Regions from separate parts of the Sus scrofa genome. Here region 1 is linked to region 2. The links are chromatin contacts, called in public HiChIP or PLAC-seq maps. All regions are on one chromosome and are shown on one strand. Each heading gives the region's core, a stretch centred on a gene start, on an enhancer-like site or on the middle of the called end of the contact. The rest is flanking DNA. Distances are from core to core; before and after follow the strand shown. Region 1 holds the start of RECQL5 (ATP-dependent DNA helicase Q5). Region 2 holds the start of UNK (RING finger protein unkempt homolog).

Region 1 (4,015 bases), core at 1,090-3,589, 100 kb after region 2:
AACTTTCAGCCAGACTGTGATCAAGAACACTGATAAGAGGTGCCAAGTTAAAAAGTCGAGAAAGTAGTTAAGAAGAACCGAACTGTAAATAAAACAAAATAACCATCCTTCCTAATCTTTTTTTTTTTTTTTTTTTTTTTTTTGGCTGTACCCACAGCATGTAGAAGTCCTTGGGTCAGGAATCGAACCGTGCCACAGCAGCAACCCAAGCCACTGCAGTGACAATGCTGGATCCTTAACCCTCTGCACCACAGGCGAACTCCTTCCTAATCTTTTAATAAGCTGAAAGATTTGAATGAGCCCCAACCAAGATTAAAAATAATAAGAGTTGATTGCAGAGATAAATGACACACCAATTAGGATGAACGCACGGTTACAAATGGAGTAACTTATCTAAAAGGGGAAAACCAACATAAAACACCCACTGATGTCTGGGGTGAATAAGAGTGTCCACTATCTTTCCCCCCAAATTGCAAGTCAAAGGTTTATACAAAATGGTTCGGGTGACACCAAATAGAACAAGTTGTTTTCGAATAGAACAACTGATATCCAACCCAGCTTCCTCAACTGACACTAAACAAACAAACAAACGAAAGTGTGGTGTCTGGTGGTGGGTGGGTGACAGTGAAATTAGGCACGAAGTGGAACACAGTCGGGACAGGTCAGAGTTTCTGACAAATGAAATGGTGCTTTGAACAGCTTTCGATTTGGGAACAGATGTCCTTACCGACTGCTTGCTGTTCTCATCCTCTTCTTCTTCATAACCATCTTCGTCACCCCCGAGGCGAGAAAAATCATCCTCTCCATAGGCTTCAGATACCAACCCGCCTTTCTCCTCTTAAACAGAAGGGGAAAAAAAAAAAAAAATGAATGGGGAAAAGAACGCAAGGAAACACTTGGGTGATTTGAGTGGCCAGGATTATTTCCGAAGATCAAAAGAAAACCTAAATGACCTTAGGCCCAGATTCCGCTTTGGGGAAAGTTACTACCTTTAGAGTATGAATTCCTTACAAGAACAGGGAAGAACACCGAGTAACATTAAATTCCATTTCCAGTGCTTCCAAGCCATCCATTATGCCAACGGAAGCCTTCCCTTCTCTGAACTATTGTACCACGTCAAGCATCTCTTTCGATCTGCATATGTCTACCTTGTATCCCAGGCACCAATGAACTTGTCTTTTCTTACAAGATCAGGACTCAAATGTCCTCCCCTAGGAACAGGACCTTGAACAGGGGCCACCTCGAGAGGTTCCCCATTTATACCTACTTGAGAAACAAAATCTCTTTCTATGTTTAAAAAAAACCCCAAACATCAGCAACCCCCCCCAAACAATACAAATTACCAAGAAACCACCAGAGAGCCTCCTGACAGGCAAAGACCACACAAAACTATGAGAAGCTAAACGAGGCCAAATCCTCCCTCACTTTCCAGATGAGGAAACCAAGGTCCAGATACACTGGGTAATTTGCTGCCTCTCTATACTGCCATAAAAATCTGCTCTCACTTCCTAGTAACGTGATTCTCAACCTGAGCAGGGCAACAAAATCACTGGTGGGCTTTGACAACTCACAAAGTAATGGAATCACCAAGGAGCCTTGGAAAGCTCGCAAATGCTCAGATCCTTCCCCAGATGTACAGAATTACTCTCTTTGACAGTGGAGACCGGATGCGTGTCATTTTAAAAGCTCCGAGACACGTCTAGGGTACATTACTAATTAAAAGTTTCGCTCTCCTCCACCAAACAATAAGCCCGGACAAAATATGCAGTGGTTCAGAAGCCTTGGATCCTCTCCACCCTTGGTCCACCCTTCTCCCCGGTATGATGCCCAGTACGGAGAAGACTTTCAATAGGTTCCGACAGGATAATCGAATCAACAGAAGGAGACGGTCCATTCTTACAAAAGAGCATCTAACGCTCGGTCTAGCCCAGGACCCTGAGCACCCTCCGGGGCTCCGGCGCCCGATGCTTGGGGCACAAAGACTCCCTCTTTCCCTCCCGCCCTATTAGGGAAGCATCATTCAGGGCAGACACCCGATTTCCCCCCTTCTAGCTCCCTACTCACCAGCCGCGCTGCCTGCCGTTTCCACTCCAGCTTCGCCGTCAGACTCGGGCTCTGAATCTTCCGCATAAACTGCCAGAGACGACAGGACATTCTTCTTCCCCGCCATCTTATTCCCGCACACCCGGCGCGCCTCACTTCTATGACTCCAAAAAGCCGACTTCCGTGCAGAAAGGCGACTTCTTCCGGATCCCAGGAGACCCCGCGCCTGTTTCAGACAGAGAACCAATCAAAAAGGCCGTTTCCGCGCTTGGCTCCGCCCCTCATCCCCGCGCCGGCAGAACGTCATCACTGCGAGACGGATTCAGGATTAAGTGGGTTTTACCTGACATTGCAGTCCCAGCGGTTTGGCTTCTCAGGGTTACCTGAGGGTTATGGGGGTCTTCGAGTAGTTCCCGAGCCCGTGGGCAGCAGCGGCCCGACAAGAGCCCTTCGCCCCTGGGAGCCCACTGCCGGCTCTGATATCTTGGGGTGAAGAGAGGGAGGCTTTGGCTGGGGAAGGGAGAAAAGAGCGAATCTGAGGCTCAGAGGAGGATGAAGGAAGAGCTTTCCTCTGGGGGTTGGGAAGAAGGTGTCGGGGTCCTGGGGGGAAGAGTGGTCCTCATGGCTGTGCTTGTAGAGCAAAGGGTGGGTCATAGAAAAATAATTCCACTTCCTCCAAATCCTTCCGAAGACATTTGTGCTTCTTCTCGTGATCTAATTTCCAGCTCTGTGCTATGCTGGGGCCTGGCATAGTTCGATGTGTTATTTTCACTGAGCGTAAGAATGGAGATGTCATTTACCTAGGAATGTATTGCTGGAGGCTGTTCACCCGGAGCTATATTTCTTGAAAATAATATATCGTTCGAGTGTAACAAAGCAAATTTAGTTCCTGCCGTGGCGCAGTGGGTTAAGGATCCTGCTTTGCCTCAGCTGTAGCGTAGGTTGCAGCTGCAGCTCAGATTTGATTATTGACCAGGGATGTTCCACATGCCAGGAGTCTGGTCAAAAAAAGAAAAAAAGCAAATTTTTACTCAGAAAAAATAAGCAGTCTTTGAAAAGCAGAACAGGGGGTTCTTGTTGCAACCATAGGATCATCACCTTTGCCTTAACATTTGGCCACTGTCTATTGGTAAGATGAGCACCCACCCTTTTGACCCTGAGCGTCGCGTCCGGAGCACGTTGAAGAAGGTCTTTGGGTTTGACTCTTTTAAGACGCCTTTACAGGAGAGTGCGATCATGGCTGTAGTGAAAGGTAATATTAACCAAACTGCCTGTGTTTACACTTGTGCTGGCTGTCCCCTAACACCACCAAAGAACGCCTTCTTTTTGACCCTTCTTACCTTCCCACCCTTGGGCCATGTTTGGTTTTGGAGATCTTACAGACCTGTCACCCAAAACTTGAAGCTTTCTCTCTCTCTCTCTCTCTCTCTCTCTCTCTCTCTCTTTCTTTTTGGCTGCACGTGGAAGTTCCGGGGTCAGGGATTGCGCCTGAGCCACAGCAGTGACACCGCCAGATCCTTATCCTGCTGAGCCACCAGGGAACTCCCCCAAACTTGCAGTTTTATTGGCAGAACCACCCAGCTGTTTTGCCTCTTATATTCATAGTCAGAGCTAAGGTTATCTTTGGAAACAATTCGTAAATTTCCATTCTCATTTGTTGGTGTATAGGCAGTAACGGAGGGATAGCAGACATAGCCTAAGCCAGTCACTGGCCTCGTAGGTAATTCCATTGTTGAAGATGGCGTGGCCTGAGTCCCAAATGGGGAAGGAAGGTGTGATAATATTATAAGCCTGAAGTTTGTTGATAAATAGAGGTTGTCCAGAGGGGAGCAGCAGTACGATGTTAATTACATGATAACATTTATCAACAAAAGACCTCTAGGTGATGTTGCTTCCATGTCTACACAGATAAGCCCACTGATCCAGAAGTATTCAGCTTGCATAGCTGCTCAGTTCACTGATCCGTATTCTA
Region 2 (3,998 bases), core at 1,138-3,637:
GGTACAAAAAATACACAATATTAACATAATTAATGTATAAGACAGTTTTAAAAGGTAAAATATTTTGACAGGTTAAAAAAATACAAACATTCAAAAAAAAAAAAAAAAACCCAAAAGGGGGTCTCCACCCGGATTCAACAATGGGATCAATGCAGTAGCTAAGATTATATTCAGACTGGAACAAATTCTGGAAAGTCATGCTACAAAAGAGAATGAAAAAAAATGCTGGGCAGCTCAAAATTTTATAGCCAATACTCAAAGTTAAAATGTTTGTGTCTCCTAACCTCTAAAGACAACAGAGGGGTTCCCCCATTAAAAAAAAAAAAAAAAAAAAAAAAAACCAGGGCCAACAAGCATACTGGTGCCATCATCAGTGTCCTTATGCTCCCTGTTCCTACGACCTCAGTGAGAAGGGAATGAAGCTTTCCAAATCAAGGTTTGAATGCCTATAAATCTACCAAGACAGACAACTAATTTCTATCTCTGATTTTTTAAGATAACACCCCCCCCAGAAAATAAAAAGATGGGAACACCTCCAACCTCCAACCATCCAATGAGGCTTGGGCTTTACATCTGCTACTGTTGATATACTAAGCCACTTCAAGAGCCAAAACTGATTGATTACTCTGTACTTACCCGACAAGGGATGAAAAGACAGATCTGAAATAAATGAGCATCAAGAGGACAGACTCAGAGACTAACGCAGCTGCTGACTTGCTTCATCCCTCAATTCCAAAACGATTAGCAAGGCTTTCTAATACAGATTCCATACTATACTCAATGACAACCCAACACAGAAACAGAGGCTGCTGAAACCAAGACCCACATTACTAAAAACGTAAAATTTTACTGAAAGACATGGTCTGAGCAACCAGAGATTAAAAATAAGCTCCAACTAGGTGAGGTTGGCAGAAGACCATACTGCTGCCTGACCATACCACTCCCCTCATCACTGAATTCTTCTAACACCAAGGGAAGGATTGCAGAAAGAACTCCAGCACCAAACAAGGGCCACATTAGAAAAGTTACAGGTGGCATGAGTCAGACTGAAGTCAATAAAGTTTCAGATGATTTCAATCGATAGCAGAGAATCTCGCAAGGAAACCAATACACTTCCTTAAACCCTCTTTGCCTTATTCCAGAAGAGTTTCCCACTCACAGAGTCTGACTTCTGTGAGTGACGAACGAGAGCTCCCCTGTGGACTTCTAGTTCTTTCTATTCCAACACACGCTTCTTGCTCTGGGTCACCAGACAGCATTACTGTGTGCCCCTTAACGGTTGTTCAACTCCCACATTCCAAATCTCCGGCCAGATTGAGGTACACTTGGGGATCCTTCCAAACATGCACACATTTTGGCAGCCCAAGGAGATGCGAGGCAAAGAGCATCAGGGAAAATGGAAACCCAACATTCTGCTTAAAGGGAGGGTCTGCCTTCTTCACCTTTCTTTCTCATCAAGTACCTAGCACTAGGGAGTTGCTTGAAGTGCCCTGAAAGGAAATAAAAAGACGAAAGGGACCTACATTTAGACACAAGCAGATTCCCAGGAAGAGGTTTTCCATCTTACTGGACTCTTGCAGTGTCAGCATTTGGGGGTCCCTCTGAGGCCACAGCTGGGTTGGGCCTGAGAACATATTCGGACCCCATCACCTTCGGGATCCCTGACTTGGCCTGGGTCAAATGTTTTTAAGTAAATTCCAGCCAAAGTGGACAACACTTGGGCCTTAGGGACGCACAAGGCCTCCTGTGCACAGAACACAGGTCGCCTAACAGAACTTCACGCTAGTGGTCATTCATAGGCCGTTCTAGGGCTGGCCCCTTAGGAACGCATCCTGGTCGCGTCTTGGACTTCTTATCCCCCCCGAGAGTGCCTGGGACTGTGGTTTTATGGCCTGAGAACCAGTTAGGCCTCGAAGGCCAGGCCTGAGATGTGTGCACTCTGCGCCGCGAGCTCCCTCCTTCCCCACTTGCGGCGGGACTGGGTTTCCCGCCCCACAGCCCGACCAAAGGTTGGTGGCAGTTGGAGGCAGTTGGGACCGGCCCTAGCAGGTTGGAACCGGTCTGGGCCGGGACGGAGGAAAGGGGGGAGGGAGAGGCCGCCTCGCGCTCTCCCTGCGCGCGTGACTCACGCTGGCCGCTGACGTCAGGCGTGCGCGCGCGGCGGGGGGGGGGGCTCTACGTACGTGTAGTGCTGCGGTTTCTCGGGCTGTGCCTGCAGCACCTGAGCGGTAGCGGCCGGGGGCGCCGAGGAAGCTGCGGAGCCGCCGGGCCCGGGGCCCTTCGACATGGTCCTGTCTTCCTGCCTCTTCGCCGCTCCCCTTTTATTATTCAGTCTGCGCGGTCCGCGCCGAGGCACTAGTGCGCCTGCGCCGCGCCACGAGAACGTGAAGACCCCCCGCACGGCAGCGAGGGTTGCTGGGAGTTGTAGTCCTGGGTCAGGCTGGAATTTTACCGTCCGCCGAGGGTTGCTGCCAAAGGAACGGACCACAATACCCAGAGAGCCTTGCAGACGGTATCCCGGATGCTGAGGGCCCGAGACGGTTTCTGGGGATTGCAGTCTCGCCCTGTCTCTCCTTAACAGCCGGTTTCCCCGTTCGTGGGGGAACCTTTGCCTGAAACTGGAGCACCTGGAGTAGAAGAGGCCCAGAGCTAGGGAGGGCTTAACGACTGCAGTGAAACAGTTCCAAGTGTAATTCCACGGCCAACAGTGTAATAATTATCTCGCCTCCATACTTAGCAAAGCTTGGGCTCGGTTCTGATGCCGCCCTGAGCAATGGGCCTTTGAGCTTCAGGCACCTGGACTCTGCCAACATCCTCGCTCGTTCAGCGGGAACAAGCTGAAAATCATAAGGGAAAGTCGGCCTGCTGGAAGTCAGCGTGAGAAAGCTCTGCTAACGAAGAGCTACACAACCCAGTACTCTGTTCCTGCGCCTTTGCTCAGGCGCTCCATACACCTTTACGAGCTCTGAAACCTGGAACTCCACGGTTTCAGTCCTTTCTCAGCTCGACACTTGGCCTGACCAATTTGTTTCCAGTACGTTAAGGGCCAAGGACGAACTTAATCTCCATCTAGCATAGTCTCAGGTGCACTGGCAAGTTGCAGGGGGCTTCGAGAAGCATCACAGTGTCCAGAGGAAGGGCCTGGGTTTGAGTCAGGAGTGCGATTTATTATAATTTACCCTAGTTTCCTGCTCTGAATGCCAGCCTTTCTACTTGGGAAAATGTCTCCTCCCCGCTTCCCTCCAGTCAGATGAAGTTCTTCATAGATACTTGAAACTTACCATCTTAACTTTGTTTTCCTTATTTAATCTATTTAAAGACATTGTTTTAAAGACTGATTTGTATCTTATTAAGTAACATTAACTCATGCTAATCTCGTAAAAGAAACACATTCCCAGTAACCTTAGGGGCAAAGCAGGAAGGGGTGAATGTAAAAGTGTTAATATGCAGGACTGACACATGCCTATTTTATTTAGTTCCAAGTAACCACATCAGAAGCCAAATTGTCAGCCTACAAAGCTGAGAAACGAGTATTTCTTAAACAGGCCAAATCAATTGTTTCACCACTAGGGGCGTTTGAAGATGAAAAATTCCAAAAGGAGAAACAAGTTGAGGTGTATTGCTTTAATCCTATTAAATGCAGATAATTGGCTTATCTGTTATTCCCCCCACCCCACCCCACCCCGAATACCCAAGTGTGATTTGAATGGAGAAAGATAGTTCAGACGGCTGGATTTTAAATGTGTGTGTACCATGAACTTCAGAATAAGAGTGTACGGGTAGAATTGGGAGATGATATCATCCAAGCTGCTTAATTTACAGGAGAGGAAACCGAAACTCAGAGAGATTAAGTAACTTGCACCGAGTTTCTAAGTCTGTGACAGAACAGGAACTAGGACCGTAGCCAGATGCTGCATCCCATTCTGCATTGTTTGTATCAACATTTTCAGTTGCTCCCCATTTCCTGTGCTGCTTAGAAAAAACATAACCTGTATGAC

What was found. HiChIP or PLAC-seq counts read pairs in DNA pulled down with a chosen protein or histone mark.
Region 1: a contact with region 2 is called in an H3K27ac HiChIP or PLAC-seq map of alveolar macrophages. The contact joins the promoter of RECQL5 here to the promoter of UNK in region 2. A contact is called at or near these places in 2 of 47 Hi-C or Micro-C datasets (epiblast stem cells and liver) and 1 of 2 datasets of contacts at active chromatin or transcription factors (alveolar macrophages).

Annotation. Positions count from the first base shown.
Region 1 is chr12:5,729,997-5,734,011 of Sscrofa11.1, forward strand. It overlaps RECQL5 (ATP-dependent DNA helicase Q5), which reads left to right and starts at 2,340. Exons shown (of 20, transcript XM_021066624.1): 1 at 2,340-2,522; 2 at 3,164-3,295. The coding sequence starts at 3,178. SAP30BP (SAP30-binding protein) reads right to left here and starts at 2,250. Exons shown (of 11, transcript XM_003357968.4): 1 at 2,065-2,250; 2 at 728-837. The coding sequence starts at 2,170.
Region 2 is chr12:5,625,862-5,629,859 of Sscrofa11.1, forward strand. It overlaps UNK (RING finger protein unkempt homolog), which reads right to left and starts at 2,388. Exons shown (of 15, transcript XM_021066619.1): 1 at 2,184-2,388. The coding sequence starts at 2,287.